Linked DNA regions of Columba livia: region 2 is linked to region 1. Evidence: chromatin contacts called from public Hi-C data. All regions are on one chromosome and are shown on one strand. Each heading gives the region's core, a stretch centred on a gene start, on an enhancer-like site or on the middle of the called end of the contact. The rest is flanking DNA. Distances are from core to core; before and after follow the strand shown. Region 1 overlaps ZDHHC15 (zinc finger DHHC-type palmitoyltransferase 15). Region 2 holds the start of SLC16A2 (solute carrier family 16 member 2).

Region 1 (4,256 bases), core at 840-3,339:
TAAGAAATGCAAAAGTGACATTAAGGTCACAAGCCAACATATTAGAATTGCTACTACTGCTGCCTTAGATTACTATTTCTCATGAATTAACATTACTAACCATGATAAGGACACTGTAAGCAAGAATCTGTCCTCAGCCACAGTTTTATATTCTAAAACTGGGATTAGTTGTTATTTATAAATCGACATTCTTGTAATTAGGATCCAGTTATGGTCATGTATATTTGGAGTGCTAAACAAACGTTGCCCTCGTTATGTTGCTCCAATCATAGTGTTGCATTAGTATTTCATAAAGAACTAAAACAAATGCAAAAAATAAAAAAATCCACCAATCTGAGCAACATTAAAAAGTAAATATTTAGAGAGAATGGAAACTAATGTCTGCCTCCGACTGTCCTGTGCTCAAACCACTGAAGCACACTCAACCTACGTTCAAAAACCAATACCAAGCCCATAACTAAAAGTATCATTCACAAAACAATCTACTTCTGTCACAGTGAACCCCAGTTTCTCTTTACCATAGTATAACGTTAAATTTGTTTCTCTTACATTTTTGAGCTGCTGACCATGGAAGTACAAGGACTGGAGCTACGGGAATACCTGGCACTACATTAAAAGTCACGTGCAACGTACAGAGCCACAGTCTTCATTGCATGAATCCCAGCGCGTTTTAAAGGACAACGGTTCTCCTGTCCCTCACTATCACTGCTGGAGCACATGAGAAAGCAGCTTTAAAAGTCAACACCATCTCCACTTTAAGTCGTGCTCTTTGGGGAGTTAAAGGATTCTCAGATTACTCCGTTTTTAGGGACAACTCTAGGTCATTTCTCATCCAATCCATTGTCCAGCCCGACTAGGCTGAAGGGTTTCTGAGTTCTCGTTAGCATCCCTGCTTTTGTTCTGCAATGAATGAGAAGGGCTTGGGCTCTTACCTTTTTGCCTGGCTGCTCTGGGAGGGTAAAAATAGACTTCCAATACGTCCACACAAAGAGCACAAAGAGAATATGGAATATTATAAGATAGGCCACTAAAAAAAAAAAAAAAAAAAGAAATAAACAAACAAAACAAAAAACAGAAGCAGAACAAAGACTTCTTAGGTTAAAGCTTCATTCATGAGGGGCATACTTTCAATGTTTCATAACAATGACCAAAAAAAAGGAAAAAAGAAAGATTTACAGTATTAGAAGACAGCGAAACCTTATGGTCTGAGAGTCAGTAAAATGTCAGCGATCTGTGGCTGCAGTTGGGCATTACCTGTCTCGCAGCCTCCCCTTCTGCACCCGCTCTGATTATGTGTCAGATGTGAGAGATGTCACCTGCAGGGCAGGTGACAACCCTGCACCCCCGGAACGACAGGAATCCTGTCCCCATGTCCCAGGCACAGGCAAAGCAGAACTGGCTGGTGCTGAGCAGCATCAAGGTTCACCCTGCAATACTCCAGCGTCTCCAAATTTGGGGTTCAGTTGTGAATCACAGTACCATAACATCAGCAACGCGTTTTCCACCACTTGCGAGAGCTGAGAGGAATAACATGCTCTAGCAGAGATTTACATCGCCAAAAAGAAATCCAGTCTCCTGGTCAACATTTTAGATTTGCCACAGTTGATGCAATAAAACAGACCGGGAAAACACCCCTCAAATTGAGCAAAACAGGTCTTGTGATTACTGAGAAAGAATTGCAATCCACTAGACACATTAGCACATGACACCCAGCATGCGTCAGAGGGATCTTAGTTCAATATTCAAACTTTATTTTGAAGCTTTGGGGCATACTGAGGTTCAGAAAGCCAGAGCACAGCTACCCTTCCGCTGCACAAACTATATTGGTTGTTATTGCTTCAATACTCAACTCACTCAGTCATTGTCAGTTACAAGACAGTTTTATTTAAACATGCCATTTAATCACCATAATAACCTCATTTCCCCTGATCCATTTACGCTTCAAATTCTAAAACCAAGATTTAAAGTAACTAGTGCTAGTAGAAAGACTGGCAAGACTGTGTGAAAACGTAATTGGTAAAAAGGCCAAACACAGGGTCGAGACTTTCTAATGAGACAGCAAACGATCTGATACGTCTCACAGGAATGTGCTGGATTGTGTGACTGGTCTGTGAATCAATGACACTTCATTATTATGCTCTCAAGTTTGAGATGTTATCTGTATACTACATGCAGGTGGAGCTCAGTCATTTTTAAATTAATATGTAAGGAGATAAACCTTGCAACAGGTTTAATTCTGTTGATAAAGCAACACAGCAGCATGTTAGAGGAAGCTGACCTGGAGATACACCAGTAGATTAGGCACCGAATAACCTTCTCCTGCTGAATCATCATTAACATTATGCTTTCTATAGTTTCTCTGAAACAGTTTCAAATATCAGGACAGAAACCTTTGCTCCAACTCATCTGTGGTAGCAACTGAAAGCTGCTGTGTATACGGTTACATACCTGTTGCTGTATATATGTGATTAGCGGTCAACAGAAACTAGCAAAAGATCTTCTGCAAAATCCTCCCTACAAAAACCACCGAAAATAGCTTTCACTGAGAGATAAATCAAACAGTGAAAAAACCAATAGGCAGGCCACAGAACAGACCCAGTCTTTTCTGTTTAGCCGGTAAAATCGGATCTGAAAATGTAGAACACAAAGGCAAAAGGTGTGGGGGTGTATAGACATTAATCATTTTTTCTGAAAGCATAAAAGGGATCAAAGCCTTTTCATGTTCTTCTGCTACACTGGGGCTAAATGGGGGTATTTCCCAATACATCCAAAGTTATAGCATGTGTAACAACGCATGCTGTGTACTTCATGAATGTGGAATTACAGCAAGGAAACACTGCAAGAGCATGCAAGTTAAAAAAATGGATGGAAAGTATCTCTGATACTTTAACTAGAACATCTGTGACCAAAAGTCAAATACTAAATGCAATGCACATACCTTTTTCCACAGGGTTGCTCAGAGTCACTGAAAAAGAAAAATAAATATAAAAATGTCTACGGGGCAAATAGGATTCCCAGCAAATTTGCAACAAATAATGTTTCTATTAGAAATGCAGCCAGTTCAGGGAAAAATGTTCAAACTCAACTGACAAAGAGAGAGCCCACAGTTTAGCATCAAACCAGCAGCGTCCTTAACAACTCCTTGTTTACTCACGCAAATGACACCCACAACAAGATGTTCGATAACTGTTACTTACGCTGTACTTTCCCTCGTTATAAAATATATTTTGTATATTTGTACACTAGAAATATGGCAAAAATAACCCGCTAGTGACTTGTGCCCTGCTTTGTGCCAGTCCCTCAGTGGTCTGGACCCTCCCCAGTGAGCCATGCCCCGATGCATTTCTGCATCAGCATAAATAAAACATTGCAAATTGTCTCAGCTTTGGCCTCGTCAGCAAGAAAGGACACACTGGAATGACTCTATTTTTACACTTGCTATTAGAAGAGTTTTTACAAGCACTCCTTACTAGACCATAACCATGGATCAGTCCCTAATGACAGAACCACTTAGAGCAACGAGCAAAGGGAACATCGCTCAATATCTACTTCTCCTGATTATTTCAAAATCCTTCAGTTATTTTAAAAGCCATCATTCAAGTTTAACAGAAAAGATAAAGACATCTTTCTTTAACTGAAAATGGCACAGTTCTGTGATAAATTGCCAGAATACTGCTTGGAAGACAAAGATCGTTCATGGGATGGGAGCCCCATATTTTGAGACCATAGTCTTGCATCTAATGGCTGCAACTGCAATGTGTTGCTCCTTGGAGAAGCAGAGGGACCAAGGGACACTAGTGGTCACAGATCATCACCCAGAGGCACAGCAAGGTTATAAAAATCAGACCATATTGTTGGAAGACTCAAAAGATTTGGGAGATTGCACATAGCAGTGATGAGCCCTTCAGTAACTGTCAGACTGCACAGAAAAGGCAGCGATGGAGGGACTGGAGTCTTTTAGTTCCAGCCTAGAGCCAGTGCCTGCAAAGAGACACTGTTCTTCAGACTCACTCTATCATCGAACTTGGAAAACGTAAATCAGAGCAGCAACCGAGAGCTCCTGCCTTTAGTAATGAACACAGGCTTTCTTAAACCCATGCCAACAGAGAATTTTCATCCACAAGCTCTGTGATACAGAACAACGTACATGAAAAAAAGAGACCAAATATTTGCTGTCTCTCTGCACACTCAGTTTCAGATGAACAAGACTTGTTAGGAAACCTCTAGTTTTTCCTTTGGTTGCCGCAAATCAAGCT
Region 2 (4,256 bases), core at 760-3,259, 350 kb before region 1:
CTTGCATAAGATATTGCCATTCAGTCACTTGTCCCCTTTCACAAAACCAAACACACACATTTTGTAGATGCCAATCCCTTTGGCAGAGGCACTACAGTTCAGAGACAAGCAACAAGCTGCTGACAGTCATTCTTTATCTGGGCAACCAGAGACCCATCAACTGCAACACAAGGCACTGCCTGCCAGCTCCCCAAGGACATCAGATGCAGGTCCTGGAGAGCACAGCTTGGCCACAGCCATCCACCACATCCCTTACCAAGCCAGCAGGCTAGGGGCTTTGAGGTAAGCCAAGCCACAGACACAGGGGGATATTTTCTCATCAATTGCAATCACGGAAGAGCAGCTTTCTCTGTTTTTTCTCTCAGTATTTTATTCAGCATGTGATTACAGAGCTGCAAACACTTTGGGTGTGATGCTTCAACCTAAATAAAAGCTGGTCTTACACCAGTGAGCAGAGCCATTTCTGCCTGATGATGCCAGAGCTTTCCAGGTTGCAGCTCCCTCCTGGATGAAGCCTCCACCAGCTCACTCTTTAACCCCCCTTCACTTATTGCCCCCTCCATGATTTTACCCCCTTGTCCACTGGAGTTGTTCAGCCCAGCCCAGAAAGCTGCAGTGATTCCTGGCACAGCCAGCACCAGAAAAAGCTCCATCAATACAGCACGCAGCAACATCCAGGAGAGGTGCTGCCCAGTGGTTTTGTGTCTGGCTCACAGTCCAAAGTAATATTAACTCCCCGCTTCCCAAGAGCCTTCTGCACCTCTGGAGAGGAAAGTCCCTGTGAGATGATGTGTCTTATGGCAAAGGGCTCTCCCACCTCTTTCTTTGCTCTTTTTAATCCAGTCCCAGCTCTGCTGCTGTGAGGTATTAGCATTTTGAGGTGCAGCTCCCCTGTGCACAGCCTGGAGTACCCCAACCCCTTTCTCTCTCAGATTGCTGGGGTTTAACAAAATAAAATCAGCAGGCCAGCAAATCCAGTTGGCCCTATGGCAAAATGGTTATTAAAATTCAGCGCTACAGCTCTTCGTGTCGGCAGAGGGCAGTGGAAGATGCTCCCAAACCTCCCAAGCCTCTCCCAGCCGTGCTGCGGAGATGGGGATCCGGGGAGGAGACTCCACCAGAGAGGAAGAGAAATAAAAATGCAGTTCCTCCAGCAGCGAGGCTGACCAGAGTGTGACGTTACCGCCGGGCACCCCGCTGGGTAGGCAGGATTTGGGCTCATCAGTCGGCGTGGCAGCGAAGAGGGAAGGTGAGGGGAGGAGGCCACTTCTTTGCCTCCCACCATTGCACCCCTCTGCCTCAGGTCTCGCCAACCCACACTCAGGCTGCTGGAAGCTGGGGAGAACCAACCACTCATTCCCTGGGTGGGAGGAAGCGGATGGCTATGGAGTAGTCACAGATCTGGCAGTGATTTGCAGTCAAGCACAAGCAGGCAGGCCAAGCAGAGGCTTTTCTGGCTGTAGCAATGTCCTAGAGGGTCTTCGCCAAGCCCGGCGAGCCACAGCACGTAGGCAAACACATTCCAAGCCCGCCTGCCCATGGCTAGGTGCTGCTCTCCAGCAGCAGGAGAAGTGGGGAGATGGTGCTGGCATGGGGGCCCTCCTGTCACCTCCCCTCCGGCTCCCCAGCCTGCCCTGCTGCCTCACCAGGTGCTGGTAATTCATGCCCCTGGAGGTAAAGAAAGAACAGCGTGAGGCTGGGATGTATTATTTTACTCTGATAGGAATCTGACACTGACACAGCCATTAGGGTAAAGAAAGAATAATAACTTAGACTTGGCATGTACTAAAGTGTAAATACCTTCAGCGTGTGAAAAGACAGGCTTTAATATATTGGTGGGTTTGTAATTATTTATTGAAAGAAAAGGCAGAGCTTATTGCAAAACATGAGAGAGGCAAGAGAGCAGCTCCCTGCCGAGTTTGTATGGCCACCACTAGCCTGCCTGTCCTGCTCGGCGAACCCCAATGCCGAGGTGACATGGGGTGACCCACAGCCCCGGGGAACATCCTGCTGATGGGATTAAGCTGCAGGCTCCTTGCCTTGCCACCCCGCAGCAAGAAGCTTGTGTAGCTCTGGGCTGCTTTTACAAAAACGCTCTCAAAACTTTTCAGCGTCGGGTATGCTGGCGAGCCAATAATCCCACCTGCAAAACCGGATGAAATTAAATAAACCGCCGCGCCTGGGCCGCGTTTTGCCACAGCCTCGGGCTTCTCCCGGTGCTTCGTTTACCTCGGCCGGGGCAGAGGGCAGTAGCATCAGCACGAGCGAGCCGCGGCCATCGCGGGGCCCTCTTGTCCCTCCCAGCACTTCCCCGCCGGGCACTTTCTCCTCGCGGGATGCTCCCGCAGCCGGGGGGCCGGAGCGCAGGGCCGGGGCTCTCCCGGACCGGGAGACAGCGGGGACGATCAGCGGGGACGATCAGCGGGGACGATCAGCGGGGACGATCAGCGGCCCAGCCGGGCCCCGCGAGGGCGGTGCTGACGGCGGCCCGCCCCGGGTCTGCGCCCGCTTGCAGGATGCGGCGGCGGTGCGGCGGCCCGGCGGGCGATGCGGGGCCGCGGCCGGGCCCGGGGACGCCTTTAAGGCCCGCGGGCGGGCGGCGAACGCCGTTGACGTCGGGGAAGCGCCGCCCGCGGCTGGCCCGGCCCGGGGAAGGGGGGGGCACGGTGGGAGAAGGGGGGGTTGTGTGCGCGGGCGGCCCCCGCCGCAGGTAGGGACTGAGCGGCGCGATGGAGGAGGAGGAGGAGGATGGAGGCGGCGGAGGGGAGGCGGGGAGTGAGGCTGCGGCAGGAGGGGGCGGGAGGGGGGGCCGGCCGGGGGGGGCGGCGGGCATGTGGGACCGGCTGCCGGGCAGTCGGGCGGCGGGCGGCGGCGGGAGCGCGGCTGCGATGGCGCAGCGCGACGAGAAGGGGCCGGCAGCGGGCGAGGGTGAGGGCGAGTCGCGGGATGGGGCCGGGGCCGAGCCGGGACCGAGCGGGGCTGCCGCGCCCTTCCAGCCCCCCGAGGGCGGCTTCGGCTGGGTGGTGGTCTTCGCCGCCGCTTGGTGCAACGGCTCCATCTTCGGCATCAACAACTCCTTCGGGATCATCTACGTGATGCTGCAGAGCGACCTGGGCGACGGGGAGAAGGACCCGGCGCTGGAGTTCAAAACAGGTACGGGCTCCACGGTCCCTTCCCGGCCCGAGCAAGGGGGAGCAGGGGGTGCCCGAGCACCGCTCGGGGCTTGTACAAGCGGAGCTGTCAGCCCCGGGGAACCGCCTGGGGGAGCGGGGCCGCGGCGCGGGAAGGTGCAGCGGCTCGGCCGGCTCTGCCTTCCCGAGCACACCGGGGAGCTGGTGCGGCTGGAAGCTCCTTCTCGGATGCGTTGAACCGCGATTACTCCCTGCCCCCTCCATCCTCGTAGTCGTGGCTATATTTATCTCCAGCAGCATCATGTGTTTCTAAGCTCCTATGTACTCAATTAAAAGTAATTCATCTGAAAAGCATGCCCTTAGCTTGTCCTGCCTGGTGCGTTTTGGAGTAAGGAGAGCATCGCTGGTGAATTAGCTGATGTGTGTGAGCCACCCCTTCTATTTTTTATTATTATTGTTATTTTGTTATGGGTTTTTCAAGCCGTATGTCTGTCTGCCTTTTCTGCTGGACCACGCTTGGGGTGGCTGCAGGAGAGCATGTCTTGCCGACACGCTTCCTCCGAGTTGTATCCATTTGGTGGGAAAGCCAACGAAGGGCAGCGCTGCCTGTGTGGTCACACTGAGGTTGATGTGGGGTCTTGAGCAGCCAACATCATTTAATAAACTGCAGCCAGTGGTGTGTTTTGTTAGGACCTACAGGCTCAGGCAGGATTAAGACTGTGTAGTGTTAACATGGAGAAAAGGGACATTCCTTGCTGCAAAGACCTCACTGTTTGAGTAGACTTGGTGGAGGGACACCAACCTGTCAGGGTGGCAGTCCCAATGGGTCCATGACAGACACTGGAGTCAGGAGGCCCAGCCTTGTCCCAGGTCTTGGTATCTTCCCTGAGAAGATCATATCCATCCCTGTGATGGACACCCATGGCTGACCTTGCTTTTATCAGGCAGGTAGAGACAAGCACTTGGCACTGAGGGAACCTGCTTGTGGTGGTGTCCTGACTCAGGGTGGGATGTGGGCAGCAATCAGAAACCCCAGTGGGGGTGTGCTGTGCAGAGAGGCGGTGCTGGGGAGCACGGAGGGACCTGAAAGTCTCATTTTGGGGACTGGTGTTGCCCACGTTCCCT

Evidence for each region. Hi-C and Micro-C count contacts between places; a contact is called where the count stands out from the background.
Region 2: a contact with region 1 is called in a Hi-C map of crop, with 3 times the contacts expected there. The contact joins the promoter of SLC16A2 here to the enhancer-like site in region 1. A contact is called at or near these places in 2 of 2 Hi-C or Micro-C datasets (crop and liver).

What each region holds. Positions count from the first base shown.
Region 1 is chr12:18,229,919-18,234,174 of bColLiv1.pat.W.v2, reverse strand. ZDHHC15 (zinc finger DHHC-type palmitoyltransferase 15) reads right to left here. Exons shown (of 12, transcript XR_010475730.1): 2 at 2,939-2,965; 3 at 933-1,027. Among named protein-coding and RNA genes, the nearest start is that of ZDHHC15, 4.5 kb to the right of the region's middle. Within about 2 kb of position 2,089, at least 1 of the 3 cell types and tissues checked has an H3K27ac peak away from gene starts, as active enhancers do.
Region 2 is chr12:18,580,722-18,584,977 of bColLiv1.pat.W.v2, reverse strand. It overlaps SLC16A2 (solute carrier family 16 member 2), which reads left to right and starts at 2,009. Exons shown (of 7, transcript XM_065078014.1): 1 at 2,009-2,710; 2 at 2,997-3,153. The coding sequence starts at 2,156. It overlaps LOC110354974 (a long non-coding RNA gene), which reads right to left and starts at 2,438. Exons shown (of 2, transcript XR_010475734.1): 1 at 2,230-2,438; 2 at 1,824-2,143.